2 separate regions of the Rattus norvegicus genome follow, and region 2 is linked to region 1. A link is a contact called in public Hi-C data. All regions are on one chromosome and are shown on one strand. The core of a region is the stretch at or near the end of the contact, and the rest is flanking DNA. Distances in the headings are between cores, read along the strand shown. Region 1 holds the start of Mapk14 (mitogen activated protein kinase 14). Region 2 overlaps Pnpla1 (patatin-like phospholipase domain containing 1).

Evidence for each region. A called contact is a pair of places that touch in the nucleus more often than the background predicts.
Region 2: a contact with region 1 is called in a Hi-C map of liver, with 3 times the contacts expected there. The contact joins the enhancer-like site here to the promoter of Mapk14 in region 1. A contact is called at or near these places in 3 of 12 Hi-C or Micro-C datasets (frontal cortex and liver).

The regions. Positions count from the first base shown.
Region 1 is chr20:6,749,040-6,753,406 of GRCr8, reverse strand. Mapk14 (mitogen activated protein kinase 14) reads right to left here and starts at 2,048. Exons shown (of 12, transcript NM_031020.3): 1 at 1,613-2,048. The coding sequence starts at 1,728. It overlaps Slc26a8 (solute carrier family 26 member 8), which reads left to right and starts at 2,223. Exons shown (of 20, transcript NM_001107614.3): 1 at 2,223-3,971.
Region 2 is chr20:6,948,451-6,952,856 of GRCr8, reverse strand. It overlaps Pnpla1 (patatin-like phospholipase domain containing 1), which reads right to left. Exons shown (of 10, transcript NM_001191841.2): 7 at 4,079-4,163; 8 at 2,396-2,518; 9 at 1,068-1,167. Among named protein-coding and RNA genes, the nearest start is that of Bnip5, 26 kb to the left of the region's middle. Within about 2 kb of position 1,491, at least 2 of the 93 cell types and tissues checked have an H3K27ac peak or open chromatin away from gene starts, as enhancers often do. A contact at or near this core is called in liver, where this site is marked.

The sequences.
Region 1 (4,367 bases), core at 799-3,298:
GGTCAGGGCTGGTGCTATCAGCAGCACAGCCTAGGCAGCTCCAACGAGCAAACGCAATATGATCTGTTGCCGGACATGGTTGCACAATCGCAATTACCAGGAAGATTCTACCAAACAGGAAATTCACGATGTGACTTTAAGTAACACAGGATTCATACTTAAAGATTAACACATCCAGAAGCCTAGAATTTGTTCCAAAGGGGGGGAAAAAAAACATTTCACAGGCTCTTTCAGGGAAACGTGAATATAAATCACTAAAACGCAGAAGAGTCTAGTCTGTTGAGTCTGGTCTTTACTTTCAGATAGGGAGGTCTAAACTGACACTGAGTCCCAATAAATGAGACTATATGAATCCTTGAAAGTCCCTGACATTTCTGGAGTGGACCTTTGACTGTATAAATTTAATCTGAAACCTGCTCCCAGGGCCTTGTGTGGTAGCAAATGCCTTTATTCTCAGCGCTGGCAGGAGACAAAATTTGTTGAGTTCCAGGCCAGGCTTTGGTCTAGCCACTGAGGCTCAGGCCAGACAGGGCCATCCATAGTGAGACTCTGTCTCAAACGAACTCAAACAAAAAGCCGAAGTGTTAATGAAAGCTGAAAGGCATCGTTTTCTGCGGCCAGGTTCTCCCGAAAAACCCCCATGTGCCTCGGTGCTTACAAGCTTAAAGCCCCCTGCAAATCTTCTAAGGGGCTTAAAGAAAGAAAAGCATCCCAATTAAAAACCATTTACAACTCCAGCACTCGGTCCCACCTTTTTGATCTTTGAGGGGCGCCCAACAGATCAGAACCACTCTGGCTCCGTATGGAAAACTGGTTTTGTCAAACAATACTGAACTGAGCAGCGCTGTGTGACTAAGCTGAGAGCTGGAGCGTCCTTGCAGGCACTGCCACCCTCCCTCCCCGAAAAGGAAATACGCTTTCAACCGAATCGGAAACACACCACGGCAAGCTGGCACCCCGCGGTCCCCGAGATAAAGTCGGTATTATTTTAAGCCCTTCGGGGTGCTGCTAATTCAGGTGCGAATCCCAAAAGAACGTTTCCCGATTCTGGGTTTTTCGACCGAAGCTTGCAAAAATGGTTAAATGGGAGGGAAAAACTGAGAAAGAGAAAAAAAAATTCCGGGAAAGGGAGCGCTTTTTCTTGCAAGTTTCGTTCAGGTGACCGCAGTCCCCGGGTCAGGCTTTGACCTACTGCTCCTCGCCGGAGCTGCGCCCAGCTCGCCCGCTCCCCGGGGCAGGGCTCCTGCGTGCCAAGTGGCGGTACCCGGAGGCAGGGTCCAGAGGCCGCACGGCTGCAGAGGGACCCCCGGGAGGAACGATCTTGCGAGCATGGAGAGCACAGGGTGGAGCCCCATCACACCGCGCCCACGGCTGACCCGATCCCGCACACGGTTCCCCACCCACCTGAGTGTGCAGGGCGAGGGGTGCAGGACACGTCCCGCTCCAACTGCCCCCTGCACCCCCAAGACACGCCCGCAGGAGAATTCCTGCCGCTGGGCGCATCGCTGAGCTGTGGGGACAGGCCTGGCGCTCAGGCATGCAGGGCCACCCTGCTTGCTCCACCACGTTCCCTCCCACCCCCGCCCCCAACCCCAAGCCCGGCGACACTCACCACACCGAGCCGTAGGCTCCCGAGCCCACCGGGGACAGGTTCTGGTATCGCTCGGGCACCTCCCAGACGGTCTTGTTCAGCTCCTGCCGGTAGAACGTGGGCCTCTCCTGCGACATCTTCCAGCGGCGGCAGCGCGGCGACGAGGTGGCCGAGCGAGGGCCCCTGCCTGCAGCCGCACGCTCTCCTCTGCGCCCTCTCGCTCGCCCGCGGCAGACCCGACCCCGCGCCCGCGCAGGTGTGGAGGCTGCGACCCACGGCTCCTGTCAGCCGCGGCGGCACCTACGAGCCTCGGCAACGAGCGGGAGCCGGCTGCACGGTTCGACGCAGCTCCCGCCGCGGTCCCCTTGCAGCCGCTCCCTGGGGAGCGCACGCCGACGCTGCGCGACAGCCGCTCGCGCTCTAGCGCCCGCTCGGGCTCCAGTGGCCGCGATCTCCCCCCTCTCCCCGCAGGCAGCGGCCGGGGAGGCTCTAGCAGGACTCTCGCGAGAACAGCTCCGCGAGCCGAGATCTTACCCAATATGGAACCTGCCCGTGGGGCGGGGGTGCTCGAGAAGAGCGCGCGGGACGGGAAGATCTCGCGAGAAGAGAGACACGGCTCCGGGAGCTGAGGCAGGAACTCTAGGGGAGACTCTGCTCCCGGGGGGCGCCGAGGGTGGGGGCGGACCGCAGCGTAGGCCGCGCGCGCCTCTCTGTGGTCGGACCGGCGAATGCCCGGCGCCGTGGCGGAAAACCACTGGGACGGCGTCGGGGGGGGGAAAGAGAGCCAAGCGGTCTTTGAGCTCCGAGCCACCTGCTCACCGGAGCCGGCGATTTCCAAGAAAGATTTGCAAGAGCAGACTGGCCCTGTCCAGAAAGCTGTTGCGTTCCCATCCGCTCAAGGACGCGTGGCTTATCTCGGGACGCTGATGAAACCTGTCCCCCTCCCCACCCAGGCAAACATTAACCCGGTCTCAAAGCCCAGGCTCTCCCTCCCGCCGGACGCTCCTAGCAGCTTCTAAATGTCCTCACCAGAAGAACCACCGTGGAAGGTGTAGGAGGAGGTTCCAGGGACCCACTAGGGAGTCCGATGCACAAGGTCAGAGGTGGACGTCAGGAATGGCCACTTTGAGGCTGAGACCTGCGTTTGCAAGGCCCTGGGTTCGATACCCATGACTGGAAGGGAAACACACTCTCTCTCTCTCTCTCTCTCTCTCTCTCTCTCTGCAGGTAGGTCATTCCATTTCAGGAAAGTTTCTCATTTATTTTACTTATTTAGATGTACACATCCTGTAATGCCAGCGTTTGGAAAGACCAGGAGACCCGTCTCATGTATTTGATTTTATTTATTTACTGAATTATTTAGATTTATACAGCCTGTGATTCTAGCATCTGGAAAGACCAAGAGACCCTTCTCATATATTTGATGTATTTATTTAGATTTACGTAGCCTGTAATTCCAGCGTTTGGAAAGACCAGGAGACCAGCCTCTGCTATATAGTGAGTAGTTAAGAGACCTGCCTGGGCTGTTATGAGACCATATCTGGAACACCCCAAAGCCCATGACTCCGGTTCGAGACCGACTCCTGCCAATTTAGAACCATCCAAAATTTAGAAATTTAAAGGAAAAATTGGGAGAATTTTAAGAACTTAAATTGAGGGAGCTGGAGAGATGGCTCGGTGGTTAAGAGCACTGACTGCTCTTCCAGAGGTCCTGAGTTCAATTCCCAACAACCACATGGTGGCTCACAACCATCTGTAATGAGATCTGATGCCCTCTTCTGGTGTGCCTGAAGACGGCTAAATAAATCTTTAAAAAAAAAAAAAAAAAGAAGAAAAAAAAAAAAGAACTTAAATTGAGAGGATTTTAAAGACATAATTCATGAGAAATTTAAAGAATCCACGCCTTTGGAAGTTTGGGGAAACGACGAGGGCTTCGGACATTTATTAAGACAAGTCTGTTGAGCTTCCTTAGGCCCCGGTTCTAGTCTCCACGAGGGAAACCCAGCCCTCCATTCCCACCTAGTGGAATCTTCCGTAGAAGCCGAGAAAAAGATAATAAAAGTGAACGGGGAAAGTTAGACCCGTAAGAACTCACATCCACCCACCCCTACGCGGAGCAGGAGGACCGGGAACTCCTATTCTCGTGCCTGTTTCTGGAAGATCCGAAGGGTCCCGGCCCAGGTCTGTGGAGGGCAGCCAGAGACCCCTTCTCCTCGCCCAGATGCCGTCCTCGCCCGTCACCCGCACAGCCGGAACGCCGGCGGGTTCTGCAGCAACGGCTCGGGAACTGCCGGCCTCTGCGTCCGCAGCACCGCCGCCAGCCAGGCTGGAGCCGAGTCTGTCCCCAGCGTCTGCGCTCCTGCCGGTCACCGGAAACCAGGTGAGCCCTGCCTGCCGCCTCCCGTAGCATGGCTGCTTGGGTCACCTGCAGAGCTAGGAGAGTCCCAAGCACTAGTGGGTGAATGAGTGAATGGCGGTGGTCCCTGGAATGAATGAGTGAATGAATAAATGAATGAATGGCGGTGGTCCCTGGAACTTGTGTCTCCTATAGAGAGGCTGCGTGAGAGACAGCACTGGCAAGAGACAAGATGGTCTTTGCACACTGGATCCTTTCAAACTCGCCCCTGTGTTATCAGCAGCTGAAGGGACTGGACTGTGGGCCTTGCCACACTTCCACCCTATCGTGTCCTAGGCTCAGAGCCCCTTTTGCTTACCCTTACTGTTTTGCTCATTTTGTTTTCTCTGGCTGAACCCTACCCCCCTCCGCCCCCTTCTG
Region 2 (4,406 bases), core at 242-2,741, 200 kb before region 1:
TTGGTTTGACTTGGTTTTGATTATTTTAAGGCAGGGTTTCTCTAAGTAGCCAGGGCCGTCCTGGAACTTATTCTGTAGGTCAGTCTGGCCTTAAATTCAAAGATATGCCCGCTTCTGTCCCTGAGAGGTAGGGTAAAGGTGTGTACCCCCAGCTGTCGGTATCTTAACCTGTGCTTCTCAACCTTCCTAATGCTGTGACCCTTTAATGTAGTTCCTCCTGTTGCCTGACCCCCAACCATACAATTATTTTTGTTGCTACTTTGTAACTGTAATTTTGCTTCTGTTATGAATTGTAATGTAACAATCTGATACTCCAGATATCTGCTATGGTATCCCAGAGGGATTGAGAAGCATTGGTCTTAACAAAATCAATGTAACTTCTGTTTGGCTCTCCTTTTGTTTTGTTTTGTTTTGTTTTTCTTTTTTCTTTTTTTCGGAGCTGGGGACCGAACCCAGGGCCTTGTGCTTGCTAGGCAAGCGCTCTACCACTGAGCTAAATCCCCAGCCCCTTGTTTTGTTTTAAGATAGGATCTTATTATGTAGCCCTGGCTGTCCTGGAACTTGATATGTAGACCAGGCTGACTTCGAACTCACAGAGATCCTCCTGCAGAGCTCTGCCTCTAGAGTGCTGGAGTTAAAGGTGTGCACCACCACCTCCTCAAACAGTCTAGCTTGCTTTCTTGCTTTGGCTTCTCTCTCTCTCTTGCCGTGTGTGTATGTGTGTGTGTGTGTGTGTGTGTGTGTGTGTGGTGTGTGTGTGTGTGTGTGTGTGTGTTTCTCTGTTCCCATTTTGGAGTTTTTGACACAAGGACTCCTAATATAATGTTGGCTATGTTGGCTAGCTTTGAACTCCCAGCGATCCACCTGCTTCTGCTTCCCCAAATGCTGGCACTAAAGGTGTGCACCACCACACTCCCAGCTGTCCAGGCAATGGGCTGGAGCTGACCAAGGCTGTCCTTGGAAGGGAAGGAAGGGCAGAAAGGAAGCTATATGCTCAGAGTTGCTGCATCCCCCTGAGACAGGAGAGGCAGGGTCACTCTTAGGTGACATCCAGAGGAGTTCCATACCTCAGTGTAGCTGTATTCTTGAATCCGGTTGGGATGAGGTTTGTAGGTGACCCAGACTGTCTCGGGAAGTACAGAAAAGTCAAGTGGACAAGGTGCAGACCTGGATTTGAGACGCCAAGGACACATTCATGAGGGGAAATAAGAAGAGTCTCAAGCCTCACTTTCACCTGCTGTGTGACCCCAGGGTAGCCCCTTGCCCTCTCTGGAAAGTTGCAAGATCCTGCAGAGCCCACCGTAGAAGTAATCTTGGCATTAGACTTGCACCCCCTCATGGATGGGTCTTGTTTTAATTTTAAAGTTGTATTTATTTACTTCCCTTGTAGCTGCAGTTCCTTATTCTGGGGTTTCCAACTGGACCCAAGGATTGGCAGGCTTCACTGGCTCTTGGGTAACATTATGGCTGCTTTGGACACAGGGATCACAGAGGGAGCTTTGACCCTTGACCCTCAAACACAGACAGATCCTTAGACTCCTCTGTTACATGAGACTCTCTCTACAGGCAGTTGTGAGCAGGCAACAGGGTCCCAGCATCTCCCCAAGAAGACTAATTGACAGCTGAATAAAATACAAGTTTGGGAACCCAAGAGGGATGTTCAGTGGGTAGAGGCACGTGCCTCCAACCCTGCCCGTCTGAGGTTAGTTCCTGGGACCCATGAGACAGAAGGTCAGGAAATCTGCCTCCAGAAAAACCTGTCCTTTGACCTCTCCGGCACACACTCACGCACATTACACAATCAGTCAGTAAATAAATGCCAAAAATGTTTAGGGAAATTTCTGCCAAATGGACTAAAGAATCCTCAAAAGCAACTCCCTGTTTGTACGGGTAAGGGGTTTGCTGGCCAAAGAGTGATGTCACATATTTATAATCCCAGGACTGGGGAGCCGGGAGCAGGAGGGGATCAAAAGTACAAGGTTAGCTCTAGCTGCACAGTGAGTGAGTTTGAGGCTAGCCTGGTCTACATGGTGAGTTATGGGATAGCCAGGGCTACTCTGATCAAAACAACACAATACACAGTTGAGAAGTAGCTAGCAAACCTCCAGGACCCATGCACCTGACACATGCTGTTTTCCGAAGGCTTTCCCTTTCACAGGAGGGCTGCACCCTCCCAGGATTATGAACCGGGTCACCCCGTTTTTTTTTTTTTTTTTTTGGTTCTTTTTTTCAGAGCTGGGGACCGAACCCAGGGCCTTGCGCTTCCTAGGTAAGCGCTCTACCACTGAGCTAAATCCCCAGCCCCCGGGTCACCCCGTTTTTGAAGGTCAGAAAATGGAGAGCCTAGATGTTCTAAGCGCCGAGCTCTCCTGGCAGAGCAGAGACTCACACTTACTGCAGTTTGCTAGCTGGCTTCTTGGACTGAGGGTTTTTCTGGAAGCACTCTCTGGTGGCATTTGCCTTCTGTTTCCTCCTGAACATCTTTTTTGCTGTGTTTGAATCTGCAGCAGGACTGGCCCTGGGCAAAGAGACACAGGAGATGTCTTGGTATGAGAGCCTGAACAGTGTCTGATACCGTCAGAGTCCTGCCTCAGCTCAGCAGACCCAGTGGCCCTGGCTAAGGTTGACGTTCCCCAGTAACACGTCTGGTTACCGGTAACTATTTATCTGGTATGCGTAAGTGTGTTTACGTGTAAGGACATAATCACAGAGACCAAAAGAGGGTGTCAGATCCTCTGGAGTTGGAGAACTGTAGAGATAAAATTACATAATGGGGGAAACATCTTAGTAAGCTTGTTGTGAAGTTAACACACTTCTGTTCTATGGAAGAATGCCCAAGAACATGGTGGCACACACCTATAATCTCAAGACTCGGAAAGCAGAGGCAGGTTGCCCACTCATTGCCAGCCCGGGCTTTGTAATTGTATCGTTCATTCAACGATAAAATTAAGAACAGAATGTTTCAACTCCGCTTTTCTTTTTTTTTTCCGGAGCTGGGGACCGAACCCAGGGCCTTGTGCTTCCTAGGTAAGCGCTTTACCACTGAGCTAAATCCCCAGCCCCCAAATCCGCTTTTCTAAAAGACAGAGTTGAAAGTGTGTGTGTGGGGTGTGTGTGTGTGTGTTTGTGTGTGTGTGTGTGAGAGAGAGAGAGAGAGAGGGAGAGGGGGAGGGGGAGGGAGAGGGAGGAGAGAGAGAGGGAGAGGGAGAGGGAGGAGAGAGAGGGAGAGAGGAGAGAGAGAGAGAGGTGGGGGGGAGGGAGGGAGAGAGAGAGAGAGAGAGAGGAATGACCCCGCCCCCGATCTTTCACTGGCCAATCCAACTGTTTTCCAATCAGCAAGGGAGGCCTGGGAAATGTAGTTCCCAGGGATCTTTAAGAACTACAGATCTGCAGGCCCCATCCGGAAGTCCGTAGGCATGCTCTCTTGGTTTGGTTTCTGTTGTGGTGGTCAAAAGCCCTGACAAAGTCACTTAAGGCAGAAACGGTTTATTTGGCTCACAAATCCAGGCGATGATCCGTCACTGACACGAAGTGAAGGCGGCAGGACCTTGCAGCACCCCATCTCGTCACTCTCACAGTCAGGAGCAGAGAGCATTGAACCATGCTCGCCTCTGCTCAGCCTACTCTCTCCTTTTCATTCACTTCAAGGTTACAGTGCTGGGGCTAAAGCCACGCACCACTGCGCCAGCTCCAATGGAGACCTTTGAGAGGCCTTTTCTACCACGAGGAGCTACCTAACGCTAGGATGGTGCACCTGTTACACCGTTCCAATGGTGGCTTCACCCAAAATAAGACCCGGGACCTGGAATGCACACGCTCCCACTGTTCTAGAACAGGGTGTACCCCGTGTGTTCTGGAACAGGGTGTACCCCGTGTGTTCTGGAATGGGGAAGAGGGAAGGTGTAATCTCATGAACAGATATATTCCACATAGCTCCTCACTACAAGATAGAGAAGAGGGCAGGAAGAGTGAACCCCACAGACTCGAAGAGCTAAGTAATACCCAGGCAGCCGAAAGTGCAGAAACTTCATTTAGCCCGCCCCGCAAAGGAATCAGTCCTGAGGAAGGAGAAACTTACACCAGTAGAGGCTTGTCGGGGGCTCCCTTCCCCGTATCCGGTGCTGCCGAGCCTGTCAGCTGTGATGAGGCGGGAGACCCTGTAGCTGGAAGAAACACGGGAGGTATAAGGGCAGGTACTGGGTACTGGGTCATTTTGCAAACAACGGTGAGTGTGTCTGAGAACAACAAGGATGGCAGATACTGTGGTCCAGCACTCCTTTAGTTCCAGGAGTCAGAGGCAAGGGGATTTCAGAGTTTGAGGCTGGTCTGGTTTACATAACGAGAGCCAGACTATCCAGGGACCCAATAGCGATATGCTACTGTTTAAAGATTGATTGATTGATTGA